Linked DNA regions of Gossypium arboreum: region 1 is linked to region 2. Evidence: chromatin contacts called from public Hi-C data. All regions are on one chromosome and are shown on one strand. Each heading gives the region's core, a stretch centred on a gene start, on an enhancer-like site or on the middle of the called end of the contact. The rest is flanking DNA. Distances are from core to core; before and after follow the strand shown.

Region 1 (6,817 bases), core at 83-2,582, 770 kb before region 2:
TAGCACATTAAATATGTATTGCGTTTAAAAATAATAAAGTAGATTATATATATTTTTATAGTATTATATATTTTAATTTTTTAATTCATATAATAATTATATTAAGAATGTTATTAATTTATATTTTTATTAAATTATATTTAATAATAATTATGTTAAAATATGGTTAAATTATTTATTATTTTATTAAATTATTTTCAATAATAATCTTATTAAAATTAATAATAATAACAATAATCATCTGCCTAAAAAAATTCCGCTAAGGGTATTATGGTCATTTTAGTTTTTTTCCTTATGCTATTACAACATCATACCATTCAACCAAACACAAGAATACTATTACAGCTCTATTTCATTCCATTCAACTAAACAGTTGAATTACTGATTACAACTCTATTTTATTACAGTTCTATTCAATTACAATTCTATTCTATTATAGTGAATCAAACGTATCCTGAATATCAATCAAAATATGAAGAGGATAAATATGGACTTTCGTCATTGTAGAAAAAAACAGACCAGAAAAGGAAGTAAAGTTTCTTTTACCAAACACAAGTGAAATGATCAGATATTGTCACTGTTATAAGAGTTTAGAGTGGTGGTCTAACTGAAAATTATAGTTGAACCCATTAATTCATTAATTTTCGGTTTAATGTGTTGTACCATCAATTTAATATTAATCAGATAAAAATAAATAAATTTATAAAAATAACAAAAATACAAAAAAATCATAATTAACTGAATTGATTAAATTGTTATTATCAATTTTATCGATTTACAATAATTCATATCAGTCCAACTCATTGAGTCATCAATTTTAATAACATCTAACTTTAGATCATTTTATTTGATTAAATGAATCAAAAGAAAAAGAAAACCACAAAATATTTTTTCCCCTTTGTATTACAAATATTGAAACCATTAAATATGCCCCACTCGCTTTTAAAGTCATTGTTTTTCAAATCCAAAAAAGACAAATAAACAATCCGGTTACTCCATCGATCACGCGCTGCTCTGCATCTATTTGAAATGGAACTCTTCTCCAAGCTCTCTTTTATTTTTATTTATTTATAGGTATATCATATTAGTTACTCAATTATAGTTTTGTTTGTTTTGTGGTCATTTAATCATAAAAATTATTTAACTATTTAATTTTATTTTTTATCACTCAAATTATCTTTTATTTTTAAAGTTTCATTTTTTAACAATTGACTGGTGATTAAAGAAAAAATAAATAATTAAAAGTTATTTTATAGCTTTTATAATTGGGCAAAAAAATTGTAGTTTCCTTTGTTTATTTAATTTTGAAAAATGGAACAATTTATAATGGAGTTGCTATTTCTATAATGGGCTCAATCAACATCCCACGAGCTTCAAATCTGCAAAAATTTTCAACTCCTCCCATTTCATTCACTATCTCTTTTATCTCTGCAAACTTCCACTCTTCAATTATTTCTCTTTGCATTCCATTTGTTTCAGTGGATCCATTCCTTTCTTCTTTGCCTCATGGCTCTTGAAACATGGCTCATAAAACTCAAAAAAACCATATCCAACACCCTTGATACTGCAAGATCTTCAAATCATAAAGCCAACGTTGGGGTTTTATCCTTTGAAATCGCTGGACTTATGTCAAAGCTTCTACAGCTCTGGAATTGTCTTTCAGATACGACTATAATTCGTCTTCGTGATGAATCTTTATCTCTCGAAGGAGTCCACAAGATTGTTTCTAACGATGAGTCTTTCCTGTTAGGGTTGGCGTGTGCTGAAATGGCTGAAATTATAAGGGTAGTAGCAAAATCCATTTCCAGGATAAGCAAAAGGTGCCAAGACTCGGATCTTCAAGGTTTCGATGGGTGGTTCGATGAGTTCGCTAACTCGGGTCATGATAGATATGGCTGGGTTCTGAGTTCTAAAGATATGGAAGCTAAAAGAAAGAAGATGGACAAGTACGTCACCATTACGGCAACTTTGTATAAAGAAATGGAGGAGTTATCTACAATTGAGAACTGCTTGAGAAAGTGTAAAGAATATAAACCATCTTCAATCAAAGAACAAAAGATTGTTGATCTGCAAACAAAGCTTTTTTGGCAAAGACAAGAAGTTAAGTATTTGAAAGAGAGATGTTTATGGAACAAAAGCTTTGACATGGTTGTTTCCATACTTGTGAGATCGATTTTCACTATTTTAGCAAGGTTGAAGCTTGTTTTTTTCGGGTTTGAGTTTGGGTATCCTTCTTGTTTACCACGAAGTCTCTCAGCTTCTGCGACTGTCCATCCAACTCAAAACCCCGACACTTTTCACTTTGTATCAGGTCCATTGAAGACTTCTTCGAAGCCGGTAAGTTTTTTCGAGTCGAACTCGAAGCTTTTAAAGCCTCCATCAAGTACGTTAGGGGCGGCGGCTTTAGCTCTACACTATGCGAATTTGATTATCATTATGGAGAAGATGATCAAGTCACCACAATTAGTAGGCATTGATGCAAGAGACGATCTTTATTCCATGCTTCCTAGCAGTATTAGTTCGTGTTTAAGGGGTAGATTAAAAGGAATAGGGTTGTCATCAGCGAGTGATCCAGTCCTTGCTGGAGAATGGAGAACAGCTGTGAGAAGCATATTGGGTTGGTTATCGCCATTGGCACACAACACGATCAAATGGCAAAGTGAAAGGAGCTTTGAGCACCAGAATTTGTTGCCCAAAACAAATGTTATTCTTCTTTTCCGAACTCTTTTCTTTGCGAATAAAGAAAAGACCGAAGCAGCTATCACCGAGCTGCTTGTGGGGTTGAATTATATTTGGAGATTCGAAAGGGAAATGACTGCAAAAGCCTTTTTCCACTGCACGAACTTTAATGACATTTAATTTTGTTTTCTGCAACTTCTATACTACTATCATGTTTTTTTGTTTAGATTGAACTGAGTTTCAGATCTTTAAAGGTTTTGTCTTCAATTCTAATCCCTTATTTGTATATGGTATAGCATAGATGTATGTAAACGATATGAACCGAGTAGAATCTCAAATATTGGATGGACTTGAAATTTCATGCATATTCATGGCAATAAGGTGAAGCATTTGTATTGGGAATCCAAATTGATTTTCGCTTTCTTTACTCTAAAAATTGATATATTAGTCCTCAATATTAGATCAAAAAATAAAATGTTCATTTCTTTTAAAAATTTCATTCCTTTGTAGTTTTAAAAGATAGTGTAATTAACAGAATAATTAGACAGTGATATATAGTATGTCACAGTATACCATATTTTGATGTACAAAGACCAATTTTCTAATATAAAAATAAATAAAATTTTTAATAGGAGGATCAATTTACTCTTTATCTAACATATAATGACTAAATTTTTTTTAGCATAAAACCAAAATACAATCCCAACTTCTAATATAGCATAATACATTATACTTTTACCATTATTATATATAATCATGTGAAAATATCCTTTTATTGTGTTACTTTGATTTTTTGGGTTATTAGAATCACACCAGTGGATCCAGATTCATTAGCTCATAATTTAAAGGTTTGATTACTTGATTTTATGAAATGGTTTTTAAAATAGTTGTTCGCCGATAGGAGCGGCCGAGCAGGCTAGCTGTCCGTAGTTCAATTTTTCCAATTGAGGTTCATGGACCCCGCTTAGTAAAATACATACATATATTTTTAAATATATATATATGTCATGGAATATCTGCTTGTTGTGATTTATTAAGTGAGAGGATGATATAAACGTTAGTAAAACCAATTAAAATCTTAATGTACAGCAATATAAATTTCTTGGTTCTGTGTAGGAGTACAAGCTAAATTGTCTTTTAAGGCAGAAGGGGAAGGAATAAGTTAACAACATCAAGCTTAGCATAGTAGATAAAAGTGGTAAAAGAATGGCAGAGGTATTTATACTAAAAGTTGAATTATATTTTAATTTTTATATTAAAAAATGAGTAAATCAATCCTTATACGTTACATTAAAAAGAAAACTAGTCTTTTTATTAAATTTTTTTATCTATTTTTACAATTAAAACCGGCTCCCTATACATTAACAAGAAGTACACGTTGCATGTCATATGTGACTATTTAGTTATTCTGTTAGTTATGTCGTTTTAATAGTATAAAATGATAAATTTTTTAAAAATGATCAAAGTATTTTTATTTAACGATAAAAATTAATTTATCTATTTATTAAGTAAAATAAATAAAATATAATTTAATTCTTAATACAAAACTTTCACAATAATTTTACTACCATAAACTTGTATATAGAGGTAATGGGAGAGCAATGTCATCGATCAAGGAAGCATAAAGATGCTAATAGAATTTATTAATATAAAATACTATTCATTTATATAAATAATCTACACGTAATTGATGTATATTAATTAAATTTGTTTAATATATGCTTTGAAAGTAAAATATGCTATGCATAATCGATTACCAAGATATTAATTAGAAAAAGTTATCAGTATGTGATATTTTGGGCGGTATATGATTGGTACCAATTGTTAGAAATCGACTCAATTAAGTAACGAACAAGAAAATAGTGGAATAAATTGATAAATTGAACACACAAATTTAACTTGGAAAAACCCCTCCAATGAGGAAAAAAACCACATGCAAAGATAATTTTACTATAATGGCAAAAGAACGAAGAGTACAAAAGATGGAGATTAAGACTAAATCCCGAAAACCCGAAAACCCGAAAACAAAGAACCCTCAAAACGTAAACACAAAATTCTCTAAATGTGTTATGAGTTCTAATCTCTAATGGGTGTATTTTTTAAGGTTGTAAAAGAGCCTATTTATAGGCTAAATTTATAGGTCAAATAATAAAAAAATAGTCTAAACTAATCAGTGTTTGATTGAAACAAGTAAACAGAATTTAACTGAAAGATTATTTTTCAAATTTGACTCAAAATAGGAGTCATATTTAACAAATCTCCATCTTGACTCATATTTCCACAACGCCATCTTTGCCAAAGCCCGCCACGAGCCTATCTTGAACTATGCAGGGAATTAACTGAGTCGAATTTGTGCTTAGAAACTGAAAGACTTCTAGCCTTCGACTTGTACACTATCAAATCAAAACTAAACCGGGTATGATTTTCACGAACACAGTGCCCTAACCTTTCAAAACCTGCATCCAAAAGAGAACCTCTCTTCAACGAAACAGTCATACCTTTTTCCCTCTTATGACTAAGTTGCCTCCGCTCCAAATGAGTTGACTTCAACTCCGTAACGAACGAGGGACGTCCGATTTCACCGGTCACTGTAGAACTTTCCAGAATATAAAGACTGCCGGTTCTTTTACTTTTTAACAAAATGAGAGCTCCACGAGATACTTTAATGCCGTTCGACTCGATGTTGATTCTGCATTCAAGTCTAAAATACTCAAGGAAATGAGATTCTTTTGTAAATCAGGTACATACCTGACATTTGAGAGTGTCCTAATCGTCCCATCATGCATCTTAATTTTAACAGTACCAATATCAATTACCTTACTAGATGAATAGTTTTCCATGCGCACAACTCCACCTTCAACCGAACTGTATGTGGAGAACCATTCTCTATTGAGACACATGTGAAAAGAACATCCTGAATCTAGGATTTACTCGGATGTGAACTTGGAGTTATCGCTTGTTGACACTAACAAGAAATCATCACCATTTTCATCGGCCAAATTAGCACCAGCTACATCTTCCTTGTTACTCTCAGCAGCTCTTTTATTTCATAGTTTATAACAATCTGCTTTGACGTGCCCTAATTTTTTACAATAGCGACACCTTTTGTCTCTTTTCTTTGATGCTACCAAAACAGAAGCTTGCCTATCTGTCTTGCTATCCAACTGAAGCTCATTGTCGAGTTTGACTCTACTCAACAAACGACCCTTCACATCTTCAAACGAGAGTTTGTCTCTTCCATAAATTAAGGTCTCCCTGAAATACTTGTATGAAGGAGGTAAAGAGCACAATAATAGCATAGCTTGATCTTCATCATCAATATGAACCTCAACATTCTTTAAATTATTTAAAAGAGTAATGAATTGACTGATGTGATCTCTAAGAAGCTTACCTTCGTTCATGCGAAACGTAAATAATGTTGTTTCAACACTAAATGTTTAGCCAGAGACTTAGTCGCACAAAGAGTTTCTAACCTTTTCCACAAGGCAGATGAGGTCTTCTCCATCAATACCTCCTGCAATACCGTATTCGCGAGGCATAGTTGGATTGCAGACAAAGCCTTTTCATCAAGCTCTTCCCATTCTGTTTTATTTAGATTCTCTGGTTTTTTCCCGGTAACAACCTTTTTCAAACCGGATTAAACTAGAATTGCCATCATCCGAACTTGCCACAGATTGAAATTTGTCTCACCATTGAACTTCTCAATTTCAAACCTTGTTGTTGCCATCTCTGAATGAGCTGATCTATGAAAATTGAACTAACTCTAATACTACTTGTTAGGAATCGACCCAATTAAGCAACGAACAAGAAAATAACGGAATAAATTGAGAAATTGAACACACAAATTTAACATGGAAAAACCCCTCCAATGAGGATAAAAAACAACGGGTAAAGATAATTTTACTATAATGGCAAAAGAATGAAGAGTACAAAAGATTAAGATTAAGATTAAACCCCGAAAACCCGAAAACAAAGAACCCTCAAAACGTAAACAGAAAATTCTCTAAATGTGTTATGAGTTCTAATCTCTAATGGGTGTATTTTTCTAAGGTTGTAAAAGAGACTATTTATAGGCTAAATTCATAGGTCAAATAATAATAAAATAATCTAAACTAATCAATATTTGATTGAAACAAGT
Region 2 (6,672 bases), core at 1,659-4,158:
GAAAATAGACTCATTAAGATTTAATTAAATAATTTATTTAAAATTTAATTCAACTTACACAATATTTTGTGAATTTTCAAAGTCACACAACTGCTGCTGTCCAACACTGTTTTACTACTAAAATTCACTCTTACATAATTTCACTTAATCCATTTTGTCTTATCGAAGTTCACTCAAATATCAAGCATATTGCTCAAAATTTTCTTAAACATATACCTGCACTTATTCATCATATAATCATGTTCACATATATTTTTACTTAATCGATTTTCCCATTGAACTCTTCGAAATAATAACTGATACTCAGTTGCCTGCACATATTTTCATACTTGTATCCAAAGCTATCTGGTACGCATAGTAGCCTGCACTTAGTACTACACATGCGACCAATTATCTGATACATGTAGTAGCCTGCACTTGGTACTACACACGTGACCTAACCATCTGATACACGTAGTAGCCTGCACTTAGTACTACACACGTGATCGAAGTTATCGGGTATGCATAGTAGCCTGCACTTAGTACTACACATGCGATCAATAATCTGGTACACATAGTAGCCTGCACTTAGTACTACACACGTGACCTCACAATAGATCATTCGTGTCATTTCTATTTCGAAGGCTCAACCGGGAAATTCCTCACTTTCCAACATGTTACAATTTATTCATAGTCCTTTCTCAATTTGCAATTTACAATAAATAATCATTCTATAGGAAGCCACATTTCATATGATAACAAAATATAATAAAATAAAAAGAATCGATAAATTATTTACATACAAACTTACCTCGGATCCAGAAATGGCAATTTACCATTCTAGTCCATAACCTTGTATTTTCCCGATTTAAGCCCAAATCTCGATTTCCTTGATCCATAATATCACATTTAGCCTACTAATTAGTCACACTATTCATATGGGTCTAAAAATTATATTTTTAAAAATTTTCATTTTGACCCCTAAATTTTGCATATTTGCACTTTTGCCCCAAGGTTTGGAAATTAAACTTCTTCCTATTTTCTTATGTTTTATGACATGCTGATAATTTTTCCCTTCTATGGCAACATCAAATTCTCACTCTAACATGTACTTATGAACATTAGGTATTTTTACTGATTATACCGTTTTACTTGTTTTTACATAAAATCACTTAGCAAAAGTTATTTAACACAATTTAAAGCTATATATTCTACCATTAAACATCAAAATACATGCATATCATTCATGGGTAATTTTTTAAACATAAATCCTAGCTCAAAATAATGGTAGAAATGAACAGATCATGTTACCAAGATTTCAAAAATACATAGAACATTAAAAACGGAGCTTAAAATCACTTACTATTAAGCTTGGAAGCTTGATCAAACCCACCATGGCTGCTTTTGGTACATTCTGCTGTAGCAAGAAGAAAGGGACACATTTGGAGTTTAAAATTTGTCTTTTAATTCATTTTATCCCTAAATAACCAAAATGCCCTTTTTACTATTCTTTCAAATTTTACCCAATCAAGGTTATTTTTTTCCAACAAGTTATACAATTATTTAATTATCATTTAAGGACCTCCCATTTAAAATTTCATAACAATTTGATACCTCTAACATGTAGAACTCAACTTTTGAACTTTTTACAATTTAGTCATTTTTACTAAATTGAGTTCCCAAACGTCGAACTTAATTTTCACGGAATCATTTCTTGAATTCGTAGACCATAAAAATATAATAAAAATAAAATTTTCCTCATCGGATTTGTGGTCCCGAAACCATTGTTCCGACTAAGCCCAAAATCAGGATGTTACAAATATAATTAGTATATATGGTCAAAAGGTTAAAAGTTAATGGTTTTGTCCTCGGGTCTTGGTTTGATTCCTCTCCCAATCACATTTGTATTTTTTATTTCATGTTATTTTAAGATTTTTTTAATTTTTAATTTTTAATTAATGTTTTTAACATATCAACTTCCTTGGTTAAAAATAATGATTTTATCCTTGAGTCACAGGTTCAATTCCTCCTCTTCTAAACACATTTTTAATTTTTATTTCAAGCTTTTTTATTTTTAATTAATAAATATATTTTTTCAATTTTTAATTCATCTTTCTAATTAATATCTCTTTTGTTTATAAAATCAAATAATTATTACAAATATTATTATTTTTAGTAAATATAATTTTGATATGTGTAATATTTATTTTAATCCATATCATAAGTGTAGTAAATTTTAGTATTATATAATTTTTATGTGTATTTAAAATATTTCACATAGTTATATGTGAAATAATTTTTCATCTTATAATATTAGAAATCACCAAACCCATAATATATGTAGAGAAAATAAATAGTTGACATACAAATATTATAAAGAAAAATATATAAAAAAATTAGCTGATATTTATATTATATATAAATGAGTTATTAATTTCAAATATCTTTAACATAATGATATATGTAAAATATATATTTTATTATATAATCATATATTTATCATTTGATTTTATGAATAAAAGAGAAATTAATTAAAAGATTAATTAAAAATAAAAATTGAAAACAAAATATTTATTAATTAAAATTAAAAATATGAAGTAAAAATTACAAATGTGTTTAGAAGAGGAGGAATTGAACTTGGGACTTAATGATAAAACTATTATTATTTAATCATTTAATCAAGGAAGCTAATATGTTAAAAATATTAATTATAAATAATAAAATATTAAAACAACTTAAAATAAAAAATATAAATGTGAATATAAAAGAATCAAACCCAAGACTTCAAGAACAAAACTATTAATATTTAATCATCTAACTAAAGATAGTAATTATATTAAAAAATAAAAAAATACAATTTAAATAGATAGCACGTTTAGGTAGATGCATTTTTCCATTACCTATACAAAAATACGTCCAATGGAAGTGTTTTCACACTCTTTCTAAAAATTAGTATATTTACTTAAAATAAAATAAAAAACTACTTATTTAACTAATAATTTTTTTTTGATATTATATGAGTACTTTATTACAACTTTTCTCTACCAATCAAATTTAAAAAATAGAAAAATGAAAATTGATGAATTGGATCACCACAATTTAGCCCAAAGAAAAACACAGTCAACCCCTCTCACAGGGTAGGAATGATTTCGAGGTATAGATAGACATAGTAACGGGCAACTTTAACTATTGCTGCCTCGATTTGAGGAAAATATCAAATCCAAGACAAAAATTTCAATTATACACTATGCCATACCATTATAAATATCCCCGTTCGCAATATCATCACCATTATTTGAATTTGCACTGCAACATTCGTCACCGTTAGTTATACCATCACCAATTCTTAATTACTAAAATAATTATTGGTTTCTCAATATGAAAAAGCTCGAGTGCATTTTCTTTTGAATATCAACCAAAAAGAAAGAAAAAACTAAAGATTTTGGAAGATGACGGGGAAACCAAAAAGGAAATTTTGGGCATTTTTAAAATGAGAAAGACGAACGTAATAACCCATTCTTTCTTACTCTGACAACGCCACAGATGCTTTACATGCATCATGTGATCGTGGGGGACCCGAAACTTGGCATACGGAAAGCACCAACGGCACAGCATTAAAAGAAATTGTGTATAATGTTAAAAGACCATTAATTCAGTCTCATCCAACCACGCTTAAAAGTCTTCATGCCTTTTCTCACCTCTGATTTCATCTAATGAAAAGCGGACAAGTTGAAGGATCACTCGTTGCTTGTGTGAGCTTTCATTATTTATTATTATGTTTTAGGTAACCATAGGAAGAAGCCATTAACAACAGCATGAAAAACAGCTAGTTTCTCCGCAAACAAGATAAACTTTTAAACTTTTTACCACTGCACCCCCAAAAGACCAGTTTTTAACTCCACCTACCAAGCATTCAAGAAGCACCAACCAACTTAATTACCAGCTTAACAAGACAGTACAGGTTTCTGGGATATTTGTAGTCTCTCAAGGACATCACCACCTCCACTCACCTTCCCATTTTTCTGTAGCACCCCCCAAAAAGCTTGTGCTTGGATATGGCTGAAAACCCAGTAAAATGGCTGTTTCTCATTCTAGCTAGCTGCCTGTGTTTCGCTTTCGTCCTGTCGGAAAGCAACTCATTAATAAAGAAGACCTACATCGTCCAAATGCACAAGTCTGGAATGCCAGCATCATTCTCCAGTCCTCTGGAATGGTACTCATCGAAATTAAAGTCGGTAATGTCCGATACCCAGAGTGAAGGTGAAGGAGATGGTGAAAATAGGATCATCTATAGCTACCAAAATGCTTTTCATGGTGTTGCCGCTCAGTTAACTGAAGAAGAAGCTGAGAGGCTAAAACAAGAAGATGGTGTAGTTGCTATACTTCCAGAGACCAAGTATGAATTACACACCACAAGGAGTCCTATGTTCCTTGGATTAGAACCAGAAGAAAGTACTAGCATCTGGTCTCAAAAACTTGCGGATCATGACGTCATAGTTGGGGTACTTGACACTGGAATTTGGCCGGAAAGTGCTAGCTTTAATGATACAGGGATGACACCCGTTCCTCCTCACTGGAAAGGAACATGTGAAACTGGACGAGGCTTTAAAAAGCATCACTGCAACAGGAAAATTGTGGGTGCAAGAGTATTCTACCGGGGATATGAAGCTGCCACTGGGAAAATCAATGAGAAAAACGAATATAAATCACCTCGAGATCAAGATGGACATGGTACTCACACAGCAGCCACTGTTGCTGGCTCTCCGGTACGAGGTGCAAATCTTCTTGGTTATGCCTATGGAACAGCTAGAGGAATGGCTCCTGGTGCAAGAATTGCAGCCTACAAGGTTTGCTGGACTGGTGGATGCTTCAGCTCGGATATTCTGTCAGCGGTTGATAGAGCGGTGGGTGATGGAGTGAATGTGTTGTCGATATCTTTGGGTGGTGGAGCTTCATCTTACTCTCACGACAGTTTGGCGATAGCAACTTTTGGAGCAATGGAGATGGGTGTTTTTGTCTCTTGCTCAGCTGGCAATGGAGGACCAGATCCTGTCAGCCTCACTAATGTATCACCATGGATCACTACAGTCGGTGCTAGCACCATGGATAGAGATTTTCCAGGTAATGTTAAGCTAGGGAGTGGGAGAACCATACCTGGAGTTTCACTCTACAAAGGGCGAAGGTTACTGCAGGCAAACAAGCAATACCCTCTTGTTTATATGGGTAGTAACTCAAGCAGCCCTAATCCAAGTTCATTATGCTTAGAGGGAACTTTGGATCCACATGTTGTTTCTGGGAAAATTGTGATATGTGATCGAGGAATAAGTCCTAGAGTGCAAAAGGGTCAAGTAGTGAAAGATGCTGGAGGAGTAGGAATGATTTTGACAAACACTGCAGCAAATGGGGAGGAGCTTGTTGCAGATTGTCACCTACTTCCAGCAGTTGCAGTGGGAGAGATGGAAGGGAAAGCAATCAAACATTATGCTTTAACAAATGGGAAACCAACCGCAACTCTAGCCTTTGTAGGTACCAGATTGGGTGTTAGGCCATCACCAGTGGTGGCAGCATTTTCATCTAGAGGACCAAATTTCCTCACACTTGAAATTCTCAAACCTGATGTGGTTGCGCCAGGGGTGAACATCCTTGCAGCCTGGACTGGAGAATTGGGTCCGTCAAGTCTTCCAACAGATCATAGGAGAGTGAGATTCAACATATTATCAGGGACTTCAATGTCATGCCCTCATGTTAGTGGAATTGCTGCCTTGATCAAGGCCAGACACCCAGATTGGAGTGCCGCAGCAGTTAAATCTGCTCTAATGACAACCGCTTATGTTCATGATAACATCCATAATCCACTCCAAGACTCTTCCACTGCAGCAGCTTCCACTCCCTATGATCATGGAGCTGGTCATATCAACCCTTTGAAAGCTCTAGACCCAGGTTTGATCTATGACATTTCAGCCCAGGATTACTTTGTATTCCTCTGCACACAGAAATTGACTGCAATGCAGCTAAAAGCTTTTAGCAAGCATTCCAATATGTCTTGCCATCACAACACCCTTGCCACTCCAGGAGATTTGAACTACCCAGCAATCTCAGTTGTCTTCCCAGAAGATACAGCCATTTCAACTTTGACTCTCCATAGAACAGTCACAAATGTTGGTCCTCCTGCTTCACATTACCATGTTGTAGTTTCACCATTTAAAGGCGTCACCATTAAAGTTGAGCCCAAAACTCTAAATTTCACTAGAAGAAACCAGAAACTGTCTTACAAGATCAGTTTCACAAGAAAATCCCCACAAACAATGCCTGAGTTTGGAGGGCTGGTGTGGAAGGACGGAGTGCACAAAGTAAGAAGCCCCATTGCTATCACATGGTTACCACCATTTTAAACTAGATTTTCAGTCACCTATGATTCCAAATAAACATTATGTTTTTATATAAGGTCAAGGGGATCTTTAATTTTATCTGCATTTCTTTCTGGTTTTTTCAACAATTTTGTAGCCTTCACATGATATAAGAGCAATTAAAAACCAATTGCTGTATGTTATTAACCATTTCAGTCTCCTTCGTTAACAGAAAAAACCATTTCAACCATTTCGGAATACCAAGCCAGCGTAAATAAACAGAGAAAAGTATCTACTTTTATAGATGTGGTTAAGCATTTATATACTATGAGACAGTAAGTGTAAT

Evidence for each region. A called contact is a pair of places that touch in the nucleus more often than the background predicts.
Region 1: a contact with region 2 is called in a Hi-C map of leaf, with 2.4 times the contacts expected there. The contact joins the promoter of LOC108452293 here to the promoter of LOC108456759 in region 2. A contact is called at or near these places in 2 of 5 Hi-C or Micro-C datasets (both in leaf).

The regions. Positions count from the first base shown.
Region 1 is chr9:40,787,165-40,793,981 of ASM2569848v2, reverse strand. LOC108452293 (protein PSK SIMULATOR 3-like) reads left to right here and starts at 1,332. Exons shown (of 1, transcript XM_017750070.2): 1 at 1,332-3,087. The coding sequence starts at 1,507. The coding sequence ends at 2,859.
Region 2 is chr9:40,022,297-40,028,968 of ASM2569848v2, reverse strand. LOC108456759 (subtilisin-like protease SBT1.3) reads left to right here and starts at 2,908. Exons shown (of 1, transcript XM_017755412.2): 1 at 2,908-6,423. The coding sequence starts at 4,035. The coding sequence ends at 6,371.